2 separate regions of the Mus musculus genome follow, and region 2 is linked to region 1. Evidence: chromatin contacts called from public promoter capture Hi-C data. All regions are on one chromosome and are shown on one strand. Each heading gives the region's core, a stretch centred on a gene start, on an enhancer-like site or on the middle of the called end of the contact. The rest is flanking DNA. Distances are from core to core; before and after follow the strand shown. Region 1 holds the start of Dgat1 (diacylglycerol O-acyltransferase 1). Region 2 holds the start of Elfn2 (leucine rich repeat and fibronectin type III, extracellular 2).

Evidence for each region. Promoter capture Hi-C pulls out the DNA fragments that hold promoters and counts their contacts.
Region 2: a contact with region 1 is called in a promoter capture Hi-C map of liver, with 5 times the contacts expected there. The contact joins the promoter of Elfn2 here to the promoter of Dgat1 in region 1. A contact is called at or near these places in 2 of 39 promoter capture datasets (hippocampal neurons and liver) and 1 of 9 other capture datasets (adipose tissue).

The regions. Positions count from the first base shown.
Region 1 is chr15:76,510,323-76,517,092 of GRCm38.p6, reverse strand. Dgat1 (diacylglycerol O-acyltransferase 1) reads left to right here and starts at 5,099. Exons shown (of 17, transcript NM_010046.3): 1 at 5,099-5,538. The coding sequence starts at 5,312. It overlaps Scrt1 (scratch family zinc finger 1), which reads left to right. Exons shown (of 2, transcript NM_130893.3): 2 at 1-890.
Region 2 is chr15:78,715,696-78,722,055 of GRCm38.p6, reverse strand. Elfn2 (leucine rich repeat and fibronectin type III, extracellular 2) reads left to right here and starts at 3,285. Exons shown (of 2, transcript NM_001358692.1): 1 at 3,285-3,652.

The DNA of each region.
Region 1 (6,770 bases), core at 3,850-6,349:
CCCTATGGCCTCTCCTACCCACCTCAGTCCTAGAATACGCTGGGTGTAGTCAGGCTCTGCCTTTGACTTGGGCCTTATGTTCCCAGCTCAAATTGGACAGGTCCCAGGGTCTCTGGGGCCCAGCTTCACCAGGGCCACCCATACAGGTACCCATTTTCTGATTCCCTGAGATACGAGGCTCTGCTGTCTCTGTGCCGCTAAGGTGCAACATGCTGGAGTATATGATATGGCCAGTCTCAACCCAGCACCAAGCTTGGCTAACCCTCCTGGTGCGGACCCGCAGGCCTAGCATAACAGTGCCCATATCTAACCCCCTTACTCCACCTGGCAAAATGCCCACAGTTCCTAGCCTGGGCCTGCCAGCCTGTGCCGCATGCACACGCACACAGAGGCGCCCACCCCGCCCCACTCTCTACTCCTGTCTACCTACCTATGGAGAAGGCTGGAAGGGCTGTGGGCCCGCCAGGATCTCCCGCTTCGCCCACACCCTGCCGCCGTGGAAAGCCATGGGCCCCCTCCCGCCCCCATAACTAAGCAGCACAATAACCGACTTAGCGAATTCAGGTAGAAGGAACGTTTAGGTAGCACCTATTTTGTACTGATTCTACAAGTAGGGCCCGAGGTGCGGGGGGCCCTCGGGTGGGGGCTGTGGCTGCCGGCCCGCCCCGCCCCCACCCCCGCCTGCGCCCCGCCACCTTGTACATACTCCTGGCCCGCAACAGGCCGGGATTTTTACTCGGGCCGTGTCCCTCTTCCGCCCCCGTTTGGGGCCGGGCCGGCCGGACAGACGGACGGACGGACAGACCTCCTTCCTAAGCACAATAGCACCAGCTCCTCGGAGCGCCGCACCTCCACGAGGAGAATAAATGCCACTCTTGATAGAATTTGGAGTGTTGACTGGCGTGTCCTGTTGGGGTGCTGCTAGGGGTATTGGAGGGTGTCTAAGGGGAGAATTCCTGGTTCTGCAGGCTCGGATCAGTGCTGAAATCCCAAGTGAAGAAGAACAGGCCTTGGCCTTTCTCCTACTGGAGAGAGTCAGTCAGGCCAGCAGAGCCAGTGGAACACCTGTCTGAAGGCAAAGTCATTGATTGACCTGGGGCAATCAACTCTGCTCTGTCTCAGGTATTCAGGGGCCACGTAGCTTCTGGGCAGCTAGCCGGAAGTTAGCTCCTGCCCAAGCTGATCTAGAAGCAATCGCTGGCCTGGAATGCTTCTGCTCTATTTTCCTTAGTACTTCTGCAGCTGCATCAACAGCTCTGGTTCCCTCATTCTTTACAATCCTCCGAGATGGTGTCGGAGCAAATGGGACAGTAGAAGCCTCTGCTGGGTGTAGCCCCTCTCCTGGAGGCCCGCTGTTCTCATCCAGTGTCAAGCAAGTGTTAGTGAACCCCAAAAGACCAGTCAGAGGAGCCAATCCGATGCAATCACACCAGAGCCTTTATTTAAGCTAGCTCAGGCTCAGCCCACCACCAACACTGTGCAGGACAATTTTGGTAGAGAGGAACCCCAAGCATCTATCAGGGCAAGGTTTTGTAGAAAGCAGCAAGCGGGGGCAGGGGGCAGTCAAGGGTGGCAGTGGTGGTGGTGGTGTTTCTGGCCTGGCAAGCATCTAATTGGAGAGCTACTATGGCCTTTAGCATAATTGGCTGGGGCTGGGAGTCAACTCATATACTTCTGTTTCCCTCTGCATTGGTTGTTGTGAGGCAGGGGTGGGCTTGTAACCCAGGGATGCAGATTTGTTGGGGGGGGGTAGCCTGGAAACTGAAATTGGCACAGGTCTTGTTGGGGGAATAACCTGGAGGCATAGGTCTTGTTGGGAGGTAACTTGGAACCTTATGCCAGTTTACCAGAGTTCAAACTTAGGTCAGGTGCTCTAAAATGGAGTCTGAACTTAAAAGAGTTGGTCTCTCACAGACCCCTAAACTGTGGGTGTGTGCTCTTGTACTGCTAGACAGCTAGGCTGGGCCAGTATGAAGATTCCCAGGAGGAGAGGCACTTCTGTAACCACAAGTAGCCCTCAGATTCTAGACAAGGAGAACAGAGGAAATAGGAGGCAAGGCTGTGCTGGGTAGAGAGTTAGAGCAGCCACGGGAGTGAGGGTGGAAGGCTCACCCAGCAATGACCCTTGGCAAGCAGGTCAGCAGGTGTGAGTTGAGTGGCTCAAAAACTTTGATGCACCAAACTAGGTCAGTCTTAGGTCAGAGCCAGCCCAACTGCCCACATCCTGGCAAGAACAGGAGGCAGACTCACTCAGATTCCATTCATGTCGAAAGGGAGAGACGTATCTGCAGCAGGTCATGTCCTATGTGCCAGCAGCTTGGAAATTATCCCAGTGGTGGAGGACATGCTCTCTGGGAAGCTGGGACAGCAGTAACAACAGGAATGAAGGCACATCTGGGACTGGGAGAAATGGTTAATCAGGCTCTCCACAGAGGATCTTAACTGTCACTGTCCCTAGCTGGAACAAGATCGACAAGGTTTCTCTGGCTGTCCTGGAACTCAGAGATTCATCTGCCTCTGCCTCCCCAGTGCTGTATTAAAGGCCTGTAACCACCATTGCTCAGTAAGAGATTTCCTGTAAAGGCCTGTAACCACCATTGCTCAGTAAGAGATTTCCTGTAAAGGCCTGTAACCACCATTGCTCAGTAAGAGATTTCCTGTTTGTAGAAGAGGAGCCTAAGGCTCAGATAAACAGTTGTGGGTGAACAAATAGCCTAGGACTGTCTTCACATAGTACTGTCTCCACCCACCCAAACACCACTTTTTTGGTGGTAGCAAAGGCATACAGGAAGTCTTGTATCTTCCTACTTTCTAGAGGACCCCACAGTTTCAGGGCCTTGATTGCTTCTGTTTCTTTTCTTTTTTTAAAAAATATTTATTTATTTATTTATTATATGTAAGCACACTGTATCTGTTTTCAGACACTTCAGAAGAGGGCATCAGATTTTCTGTTATGGATGGTTGCAAGCCACCATGTGGTGTGTGTGTGTGTGTGTGTGTGTGTGTGTGTCCCCGCTTCTGTTTCTTTATGTTAGTAGGCCAAAAGGAATGGAAACAGCTTCCTGGAGGGTTTTGATGAGCCCTCTTCTCCACCACTGCAAACTCTCCGAAGCAGGTTTTCCTTGGCCTGCTTGTAATCCTAGGGTGCTGGGTTCAGCCTGAAGCTGTTTGTGACTTTTTTTTAAAATTAAATTTTTAAAAAACATTATTTATTGTATGAGTGCTCTGCTGCATATACACCCACATGCCAGAAGAGGACATCAGTTACCCTTATAGATGGTTGTGAGCCACCATGCGGTTGCTGGGAATTGAACTCAGGACCTCTCAGAAGAGCAGCCAGGGCTCATAACTGCCGAGCCATCTCACCAGCCCTGTCTGCACACTTTTTTTTTTTTCAAGACAGGGTTTCTCTGTGTAGCCCTGGCTGTCCTGGAACTCTATAGACCAGGTTGACCTCGAACTCAGAAATTTGCCTGCCTCTGCCTCCTGAGTGCTGGGATTAAAGGCGTGTGCCACCACTCACGTTAAATTTCAACAGTGAAGCTGTCTGCATATCGCAATCATCCATTCCAGCCTTTCCTCCTTGAATCAGGCCCTGGAACTCTGACATCGGTGCCATCTCTTTGGCACAGGTCTCCATAGAACCATCCTTCCTGATGGCTCTGGTCATCCTCTGGTCTCTTCACTCCCATGGCCTCTTGGAGGCTGACAGCTGTAAGGCTGAATGTCAATGAATAGCTGTCTCCAAGGAGGACTTTCATTCTCTTGGATGGTGTGGATTCATCTCTGGCTTTAGTGGCAGCCTAGGCCTCAACCTTCCACTTTTAGTTTTTGGTTTCAAACTGGAAGCTGGTGTAGCCAACGTGCTAGCCCAGGAGAATGTGGAAGCCTCGTATTCACTTAACAGAGGAAGGAGCGGGAAAGGCATGGCAGAGCTCACACGACTTACCTTCACTTCAGGCTCCCAAAGAGACTTTTTCTTTCACTCTGCCTCCTTTTGGGGTCACTATTCACAAAGACCTAGCCCTTGCCTTGCCAAGGACCAGATGAAAGACTGGGCCAGCAACAAAGGAATGCTCGGAGACACTGACCAGGTTGGCTCTGATCCACAAAAGTCCAAGCCTGGGTTCGCTTTTCTCTGCATATGTACAAAGACACCACCGGCAGGGCAGCCCAGATTGCTCATCATGAGATGTGTCGTGAAGAAAGTGTGACCTGAGGGAAGGAGTCAGTGGATACTACAGAAGTGGAGGGAGCTTAATAGGAAGACTAGTAGCATCCTGTAGGAGAGGCTACCAACCTTGTCCTATAGAGGTGCTTCTTAGGCCTGCTATTCCCCAGAAGAGAAAGCCACTATTCTCCTTGGTCCTTTATAGTGTTTCTGAAGGAAATTAGGTGCTTCCTCAGGTCTAGAATGTATGCACGGCGGTGTCTAAATCAGGCACGTTGCTTGTCGGGCCCTCGACAGCACTGTGGGGCGGTAGAGGAAGAGGCCATGGTGACTGGTGAGTTGCTTCTTTTAACTAACTGGGCAGTTGCACACATTTGCTGTAATGCGAAGCTGGGTATTTCTCCAGTTTGATCCTTTGACAGGCTATGTGCTCCAAGGTACATTTAAACTGGTTCCTGCCTAGCAGCTAGGGATCTTTCGGAGAACGATGCTGCCAGAGCAGATAAGTCTGTCGGTTGTGCGCTCAAAAATGGATTTGGAACCGCAAGACGTCAGCGCAGTTTCATAAATGACCTACACTCAAACCGCTGCTGGGGATGACGAAAGGATGTTTTTACATAAGTGGGACAAGAGGCAAGCAAGAGGTCAGAGGAAGTGCGTAGCTGCCAGGGAGCCAGGAGCCGGGGCAGTTCTCCTCCCGCTTGCTCCTCGCAGTGAGACAGCACCTCGGACCTCTTCCACCGAAGTTCACAGCCAAGCTGCACACTAGTTGCTTCTGCCAGCCTGTGACTGCAATTCCCAGAGTGCTATACGTCACCAGCTCCCGGTGCCTTCAACTCCCAGGAGGCTCCGCGCTCTGCTCCCGCGACTCCCAGCGTGCTCCGCGTCTTCGATTAGGCTCCGCCTCCGCTCGGCCTCGGACTACAAATGGACTCTCCAGTTGACGCCACAGCCAGTCAGCTGCTCCGCAGCATCGCAGCCTCAGCGTCGCAGAGGTAGTCGTGCGCTGCGCCGGCTACGGAGGCCGGCAGGGGGCGGCGGCGGAGGCCGTTGCTCAGGGTCCAGAGGCGGGGCCGCGGGCTCCAAGCGCTGAGAGCCGGCGGAGCACGACTGGGCCGCGACGAGGTGCGGGCCGAAGCCATGGGCGACCGCGGAGGCGCGGGAAGCTCTCGGCGTCGGAGGACCGGCTCGCGGGTTTCCGTCCAGGGTGGTAGTGGGCCCAAGGTAGAAGAGGACGAGGTGCGAGACGCGGCTGTGAGCCCCGACTTGGGCGCCGGGGGTGACGCGCCGGCTCCGGCTCCGGCTCCAGCCCATACCCGGGACAAAGACGGGCGGACCAGCGTGGGCGACGGCTACTGGGATCTGAGGTAGCGGAGTGCCTGATCCCCTTACATCTGACCTCTCCAGTGACGCTCCTAGTTCTTAAAAGTTGGCCACAGCTTTGCGAGTTACGCGGCCGGGGCTCCCCTGGGGCTGTACTGGGACACGGGCTTTGGGGAGAGGGTCACTTGCCAAGGTCACCCAGGTGTGGTCGTGTAGCCGACCAGGGAGTCTGGGTAGAGGAGTGGGCAGCAGCCCCCTTTCCATATTGCTTAGGAAAGTAAGCACACCTTGAGGCAGAGTCCCTTGAGGTCCTTTCTGAGGAGTGGGTAGCAGGAAATGTGAGCCCCGGGGGGGTGGGGGGTGGAGATGAATGGGCTTTCTTCAGTGGAAGGAGGCTGATGTTTTCCAGGGAGGGTTATGATGAAGAGTTACCTTTGCAAAAACTACGAGGGGTGTCCTGTGGGTAGAGAAGGCTGCTAGAGGCTCCAGAGGACACACGCCTGTTTGAGGCGATGGGTATGGGCGTTTGCTCGGGGCAGAGGACAGTACAGGAAGCTTTCTAGTACTAACAGGCTGCATGGCTTATTCACCCCTCTTCCAGCAAGTAGGAGGGCCTGAAGGAAGCCCAGCTTATGTTACCAGAATGACTTCGGGCTATAGGGGCAGAGCTGACTACTAAGTGAGACTTTCATCCCGTGGTTGGAGTACCGGAGAGAGGTTTGGTATGAACACACCTATGGGAGAGGCCCTGCTTAGCTGAAGAAATGGAGACTGTCTCCTACAAAGCCGGCCCTGAGACTCTTTTTGGTGATCATCATGGGACCCTTTAGTAGCTCTGGGTTAGGAAGTACCTGAGGGGCTTGGAGGAAGTGGCTATCTAGGGTGGCAAAGTCTGGTTCTCTTTGTATCAACAATCTTTTTCTAGTGGGCACGGTGCCCCCCACGCCCCAGCTGCCCTAGGGTGTTCACAGTTCACCCAGGAGATAAGATAACTTCAGTGTGAGGCAGGTATGGCATATTATGAACAAAGGTCAGGTAAGGAGGCCTTGGAGGCAAGAGTGGGGGAGGAGGTTGGCCCTCCTTAGAGGGATCATGATTTTCTGTAAATCAAAGCTGGTCTTGAGAGAGGCTGGCCTCCCATTTTCCACCTGAAAAGATGTTGTGTGTGTGCGCTCTCTCTCAAACAAACACACAAACAGGGTTTCTCTGTGTAGCCCTGGTTGTCCTGGAACTAGTTCTGTAGATCAGGCTAGCCTCAAACAGCTCCACCTGTGTC
Region 2 (6,360 bases), core at 2,036-4,535, 2.2 Mb before region 1:
TTTTCTGAGAAATTTCCAAAGTGGTTGTACAAGTTTACTCTCCAGCCAGCAATGGAGGAGGGTCCCCCCCCTGTTCCACATTATCGACAACATGTGCTATCCCTTGAGTTTTTGATCTTAGCGGTTCTGACGGGTGTAAGATGGAATCTCGGAGTCGTTTTTATTTGAATTTCCCTGATGACTAAGGAGTTTGAACATTTCCTTTTTGCTTCTCTGGCATTTGAGATTCCTCTGCTGCGAATTCTCTGTTTAGCACTGTACCCCATTTTTAAATAGGGTTATTTGTGTTGTTGGTGTCTACCTTCTTGAGTTCTTTATAAATTTTGGATATTAGCTCTTTGTAGGGCTAGATGTAGGGTTGGTGAAGATCCTTTCCCAGTCTGCAGGCTGCCGTTTTGTCCTTTGCCTTACAGAAGCTTTTCAGTTTCATGAGGTCCCATGTATCAATTGTTGATCTGAGAGCCCGAGCCACTAGTGTTCTGTTCAGGAAGTTGTCTCCTGTACCAGTGAGTTCAAGGCTCTTCCCCACTTTCTTCTCTATTAGATTTACTGTGTCTGGTTTTATGTTGAGGTTCTTGATCCACTGGGACCTGTGTTTTGTTCAGGGTGATAGATAAGGATCTATTTGCAGTATTCTGCATGCAGACATCAGGTAGACCAGCACCATTTGTTGAAGACACTTTCTTTCTTTTCTTTTTTTTTTTTCTGTTGTATAGTCTTGCTATCTTTGTGGAAAAAAATCAAGTATCCAGAGGTGTGTGGATTTCTAATTAGCCTGTGTTCCCATACTGACACCATGCAGTTTTTATGACTACTGCTCTGTAGTCCAGCTGGAGGTCAGGGATGGTGCTACCTCCAGGAGTTCTTTTATTGTTCTCGGTTGTTTTTAGCTATCCTGGGTTTTTAGTTTTTCCACATGAAGTTGAGAATTTGCTCTGACAAGGTCTGTTAAGAAATGTGTTGGAATTGTTATGGAAATTGCATTGAATCTGTCAAGTCCCGGTGTTCACACTCATACCAAGCTCTTTCTCTGGGTCTTTTTGACCAGGAGGCTGCTATGTACCCAAGTTTTTTGCTAACACGGTAGCCACAAGCCATACGTGGCCACTTAAGTCTAAATCAATCAAAATAAAAAAGATAAGTGCACCCGGCAGTTGTAGAAGCCACGGTTTTAACCACACAATAGCCACAAGAGGTTAGTGACTCCTTAAATCATTTCCGCTGTGGTGGAAAGTTACATTGGACAGTGCTTGTGTAGAGAAGGCCCAATCAAGGAACCAGATGGTGTAGTCAACAATGACACCACCTCAGCCCCGGCCAATGTCATCATCTGTGTGGTGCAACAACGGAGCTCAGAGAGGGAAACTGGCAACAGCTTATCTCTACCCTGCAAGGGCCAGCCTTCAAAGCTGGAATGTGGGAACCATGGAAGCTCAAAACTACCGCTGAGTGAGTCTAGCCAGCTTTGCAGGCCCCAGGAGAAAAGAGAAGGCACCAGTAAGGAAGTGCGACCTTAACCATTTCTTACAGGCGGGAAACTGAGGCTGGGGGTGGGGGTGGGGCAAGGTGTGACTCTCACTCTGGCTGATGACCGGGACACTCATACAGATGAATCAGAGATGTTACTTTGCAATTCTATGCCTGGTGCTTCCCAGAGTCAGTGCTCAATGTCTTGGACCAGGGCTGGATTTAGTAGGCCTCTGCCAGCGCCCACCTCAGCACACGCGAGCCACAGGGAGTTTTCTGCAGTCGCGCATTTGATCCGCTAGAGGGCGCAGGGGCAGCCGTCTCTTCAACAGAAGCGAGCTTGGCGGAGGTGGGATCGGGAGATGGTGGGGTGGGGGATGGTAGGGGCGGGGGTGGGGTGTGTGCTACTGGAGCTGGACCCACCTCGGTGCCTAGCCTCGGTTAGGGAACCCTGAGTTCTTATGGTCCCTCTTCGGGGAAGGGGATTAGGTTAGTAGACAGAGGCAGCATAAGGTTTCATTGGGTCTGCAAAGAAGATCTGAAGGATGGGTAGGAAGAAATGCGCCTGCCACTCAAAAAGGTACAGGTCGGGAGGCTTAGAGGTGAGACACCCCACAGTCTCTCTAAATTGTGACATAACAGGTGGCCTGGGTCTCAGCGCTTATCTACCCTTCTGGTCCTATCCTGGGCTACTTTCCTGTCCTCGGATGACAAGAGCGAGGCGATTTTGTACAGCATTTCTTTCTGCTCTAGTGCTACCCAACTCCACGGGTCCCTCTGTACTAAGTACACCAGGATGCTTTCCGCCTCTGTGACTTTGCACATGTCGTTCCCGCAGTCTGGGATACCCTTCTCCACTTCCTTCAGCTGAGCAACTCCTACCCATCAGCTCCCATTCATCTGTCCAGACTCAGCCCAGGCCTGTTAGGAGTTCCAGCAGCCGGGCTGAGTCGCTGTGCACCACCTGAGGACAGGCTCTGGTGAATGCGGCCCGGAAAAGTGATTGCGAAGCACAAAGTCTGGCGGCGGCAGAGCTCAACTGTCTGGGTTGGCGGGTCACAACGGCTGGAGGAGACTCCTGACATCAGCCCAGACTCCCACCAGCTGCTTGTGTGCCCAGCTTCGGGTGCAGAGCCTCAACTACCGCTGCCTTGCAGGGAGACTCCCTTGCAGGTGGTGGTGGTGGTGGTGATGGTGGTGGTGTCTGTGTTTGAAGCGGAGCTTAAGCTGTGGCCAGGAAGGCCTTAGGAAGTTTCTCTTTGTGGCCACAGAGCCCAATATGCTCCCGGGGATGGGGTAAGGCAGCGAGGGGTAGCCAAATGCCTTGGTTTGGAGGCAGGGAGAATTGGGAGACTCCACGGACTCGGACTCGCTGTATAAACTTTGGGCAAGCACTCTGCTCACCCGCCTCAGCTGTCCCGCCTGCAAAATGGGAACGCAGCAGCTCCACCGCAGTGCTCTCCAGTGGTTACACGCGGAACACCGGGTCAGGGCGCAGGCGGAAAGGGGTGCTCGGGCATGGGAAGGGGGGAAGCGGGGTTGGGGATGAGATTGTCCTCGAGCAGGGCGCTGCACCCGGGGCAACTTTGCCTCCAGCTGTTGAATGAGCTGGAGGAGGCGGTGGTGGGGTGAACTGAGACATAGCCCGGAGAGAGGTGGCCGAGGTGGGGCGGGGCCGGGGGGCGCGCTCGGCGGGTGCCCGGGGCTTGGCGGTCCGCGGTGCAGCCACCTCACAGGGCGCTGCAGCTGCAGTAGCGCCAGAGCCCAGCGCGGCCCCCGCCCCGTGGCGTGTGTCTGGGAGCGCGCTTGTGGCCGTGGAAGCAGACGGCGGAGGGGCGGGAGGGTCTGCAGCGGAGAGAGGCCTGTGAAGGGATCTGGCTACAGAGCCGGACGGACCGACAGACGCAGTGATCGCCAGCCCCTGAGGTCCTCCGCCCAGCACCCGGGCCCTCTGCGGGCAGCAGCCCTACGCGGCGGGAGGCGGGGGTGGCAGTGTCTGCGCGCACACGCACGCTCACAGACACACACGCCCGGGCCACGCCACAGACACACGACACGCACAGAGCCACGGCCGGCCGCCGCGCACACTCGCACCCGCGCTCACGCTCGCTCTCCGGCGCAGGCCCCGCAGCAGCCGCTGCCGGGAGGTGGTGGCATCCCGCTCGGATCCCAGTCAGGACTGGAGGTGAGTGGATTCCTCCGGATCCGAGTGCTGCAGGCGGCTGGCGGGGACCCCGGGAATCCAGGCTGAGCTGAGGGCTCCCTGGCCGCCAGCGGGGGTGGGGCTTGGAAAGGGACCTGGGAGGGGAGGATGAGGCAGGGAGAGCCACTCTTCTTGGTTCTTCTTGGTCTGGGGATCCCCCATAAGACCCCCAAGGGACCACCCTGCGCAAGGTGGTGGGGGAGAGGCTGGGCGGAGGCGTGGTGGGAGGGCAGGGAGGACGAGCGTCGAGGTGAACATTTTCGCGGTGGTGATGCAGAAGCTTGAGCAGGGTTTTGCTAGCCAGTACCACGCCGCACCTCTCTGGCCCCCATTTTGGCGAACCAGAGCTCCGGCCCGCTTTTCACTGAGTCGTGGCGGGTCAAGGAATTCATCTCACTGGTAAGGGGGGCTTCACAGGGTGGCTAGATCTCTAGCCCAGGGGGAAGGGACCGGCTTTCGACTTGCCCCCTATCTCTCAGGGGCACTGTGAATGTAGTAGGGGGACCAGAGTTAGGGTATGCTGGGACCCTTGCAAGGACTTGGATTTTTTTCCCCTCGGCAGGGCTGGTGTGGGACAGAAGCACCAGCATAAACGGACAGACTGCAGCTCTGACTGAGCCCCACCATTGCCTAGTGGTGTGTGTGTGTGTGTGTGTGTGTGTGTGTACTGCTACTGGCTAGGAGGGGGTAGAGGGTGGGTGTGTTGGCTGGTGGGGTGGTATATGCATGTGGAAAGGATGTGTATTGACTCAGGATAGACCCCCATTGCCACACAGACACACACACAATCTGTGGCTCAGCAGGGCTTCCTTGGAATATTTGGAGGGGAGAGAGCTTGTATGTGTCTGTGTGTCTGTATGTGCCTGTGTGCGTCTCTCTCTCTCTCTCTCTCTCTCTCTCTCTCTCTCCCTCTCTCTCTCTCTCTCTCTCTCTCTGAATCTGCGTACTTGGGGAGATTGTGTGGAGGAGGATAGAGGCTGCCAGGCCTCGGTGTGTCAGGCATGACCAAGGAGAATGAGCCGGGGACACTGCTCAGAATCTCAGCCAGATCTGGATACATGTGGTACTTAAGGGTACTTCCCAGGGCTCTGGACTCTTCTTACCCTGCAGCTGGCTCCTTGTTGAGAGATACAGGTGTTGAACTGGGGTGTGTGTGTGCGCCTGTGTGTGCTGAGTGCGCGTGCATGTGTGTGCGCGCGTGCTCCTGTGTCCGGCTGCGGATGTCACTGTCAGCAGGCCAGGCTGTGGGAGGAGAAGCTGGGGGAAGGGGCAGCTGCTCGGCAGTACCTGGAGGAATGTAGTAGAAGCTGCAGCCCTGGCTGTTGGCTTCGCTGACGGAGGAGGGGCATCTCAACACCCGGAGCTGCATCACGAGGGCTAGGCATGTTTGCCTCTGTGTGTGTGTGTGTGTGTGTGTGTGTGTGTGTGTGTGTGCTTGGCTCTAACTGTTTCTGTACCCTGTGGACACCTGTGGGACATGTTATGTCTAGATCAACAGTGGGCTTGCACATGCGTGTCAATGTTGTCTGGTATGTGGATGAACGCACATTGCTGCTGTCTTAGCTATCTGTGGACCCTCTTGTCATGCATGGTGGACAGGGGGACCTCTGGGCCACCAGCCTTCAGGCAGGAAAAGAAGAGTAAGACACCGGGAGAAAGAAGTGTGTGTGTGTGTGTGTGTGTGTGTGTGTGTGTGTGTGTGTGTGTGTGTGTGTGTGATGTCAGTGAGAACCTTGGGGTGTGACATCAGCTTCAGGCTATTGGTGACGTCACAGGGACAGCAATGTGAGGGCCACCCTTATGGGCCGGGGCATGTGATATCACTGTGCATGTGTGGGGTTGAGTGTGTTTATGCCCCTTGGGAGGAGGAAGAAGAGGAGCAGGGGATGGAGCAAGAGCAAGAGGTCTCTTGCAAGGGGTCCGCGTTTCCTGGTGGTCTGAGGAGGTGTGGTCGTTCATTTTTTAAGGAGGTTGCTCCCCAAGGATGCACCTCATCCTCTCACTCATGATATCCCCTGGCCTCTGAGTCTCTCCCGTCTGTGCTGGCAGCTCGAAGACCTTGGGCACATACCTTGTTTGCATACATTTATGTGGACGCCTGGGCACACTTCGAGGGAGCATGGCGCCTCAGATTCTAATCTCAATTTGCCGTTTTCTGAGTTTTGCGTTTTTGAGTTTTGCTACTTTCCTGCCTGGACCTTCATCTGTCACTTGTGGAGGAGGCTAGAAGTGAAGAATGGGGGTCCCAGGAACCACAGCGGGCCTTTTGGTGTCTGGCACCTGGGGTGGAGCTCAGTCTGTGCCAGATCTCTCTTTCTGTTCCTTAGAACACCCCTCCCCTCCAGCACCCCCTGCTGTTTTGGTTTGAGTCGAACTCTGCAAAGATGTTGCTTCCCTTCTTTTCTGGGGTCCTCGAAGTAGTCCTTTAGGTGGGTGGGCTGGCTGCTGTCACATCCCTCAGGGAAACTGAGGTCAATGCATTTTTCCCCCCTCCACAGTGTGGCTGCAAGGAAAACATCAGGTCACCAGGGAAAGGGACCGTATGTGACACACAGGGTGGGTTGAATCAGGTTGGCAGGTGGCTTCAAAGGTTACTGGCTGCCGCTCTCACAGATTTGTATGGAGATGGGCACACTCATCTGTCACAGATTCTCTTCAGGGGCTCTGAATCCTCATGCTCTCTCTTCAGG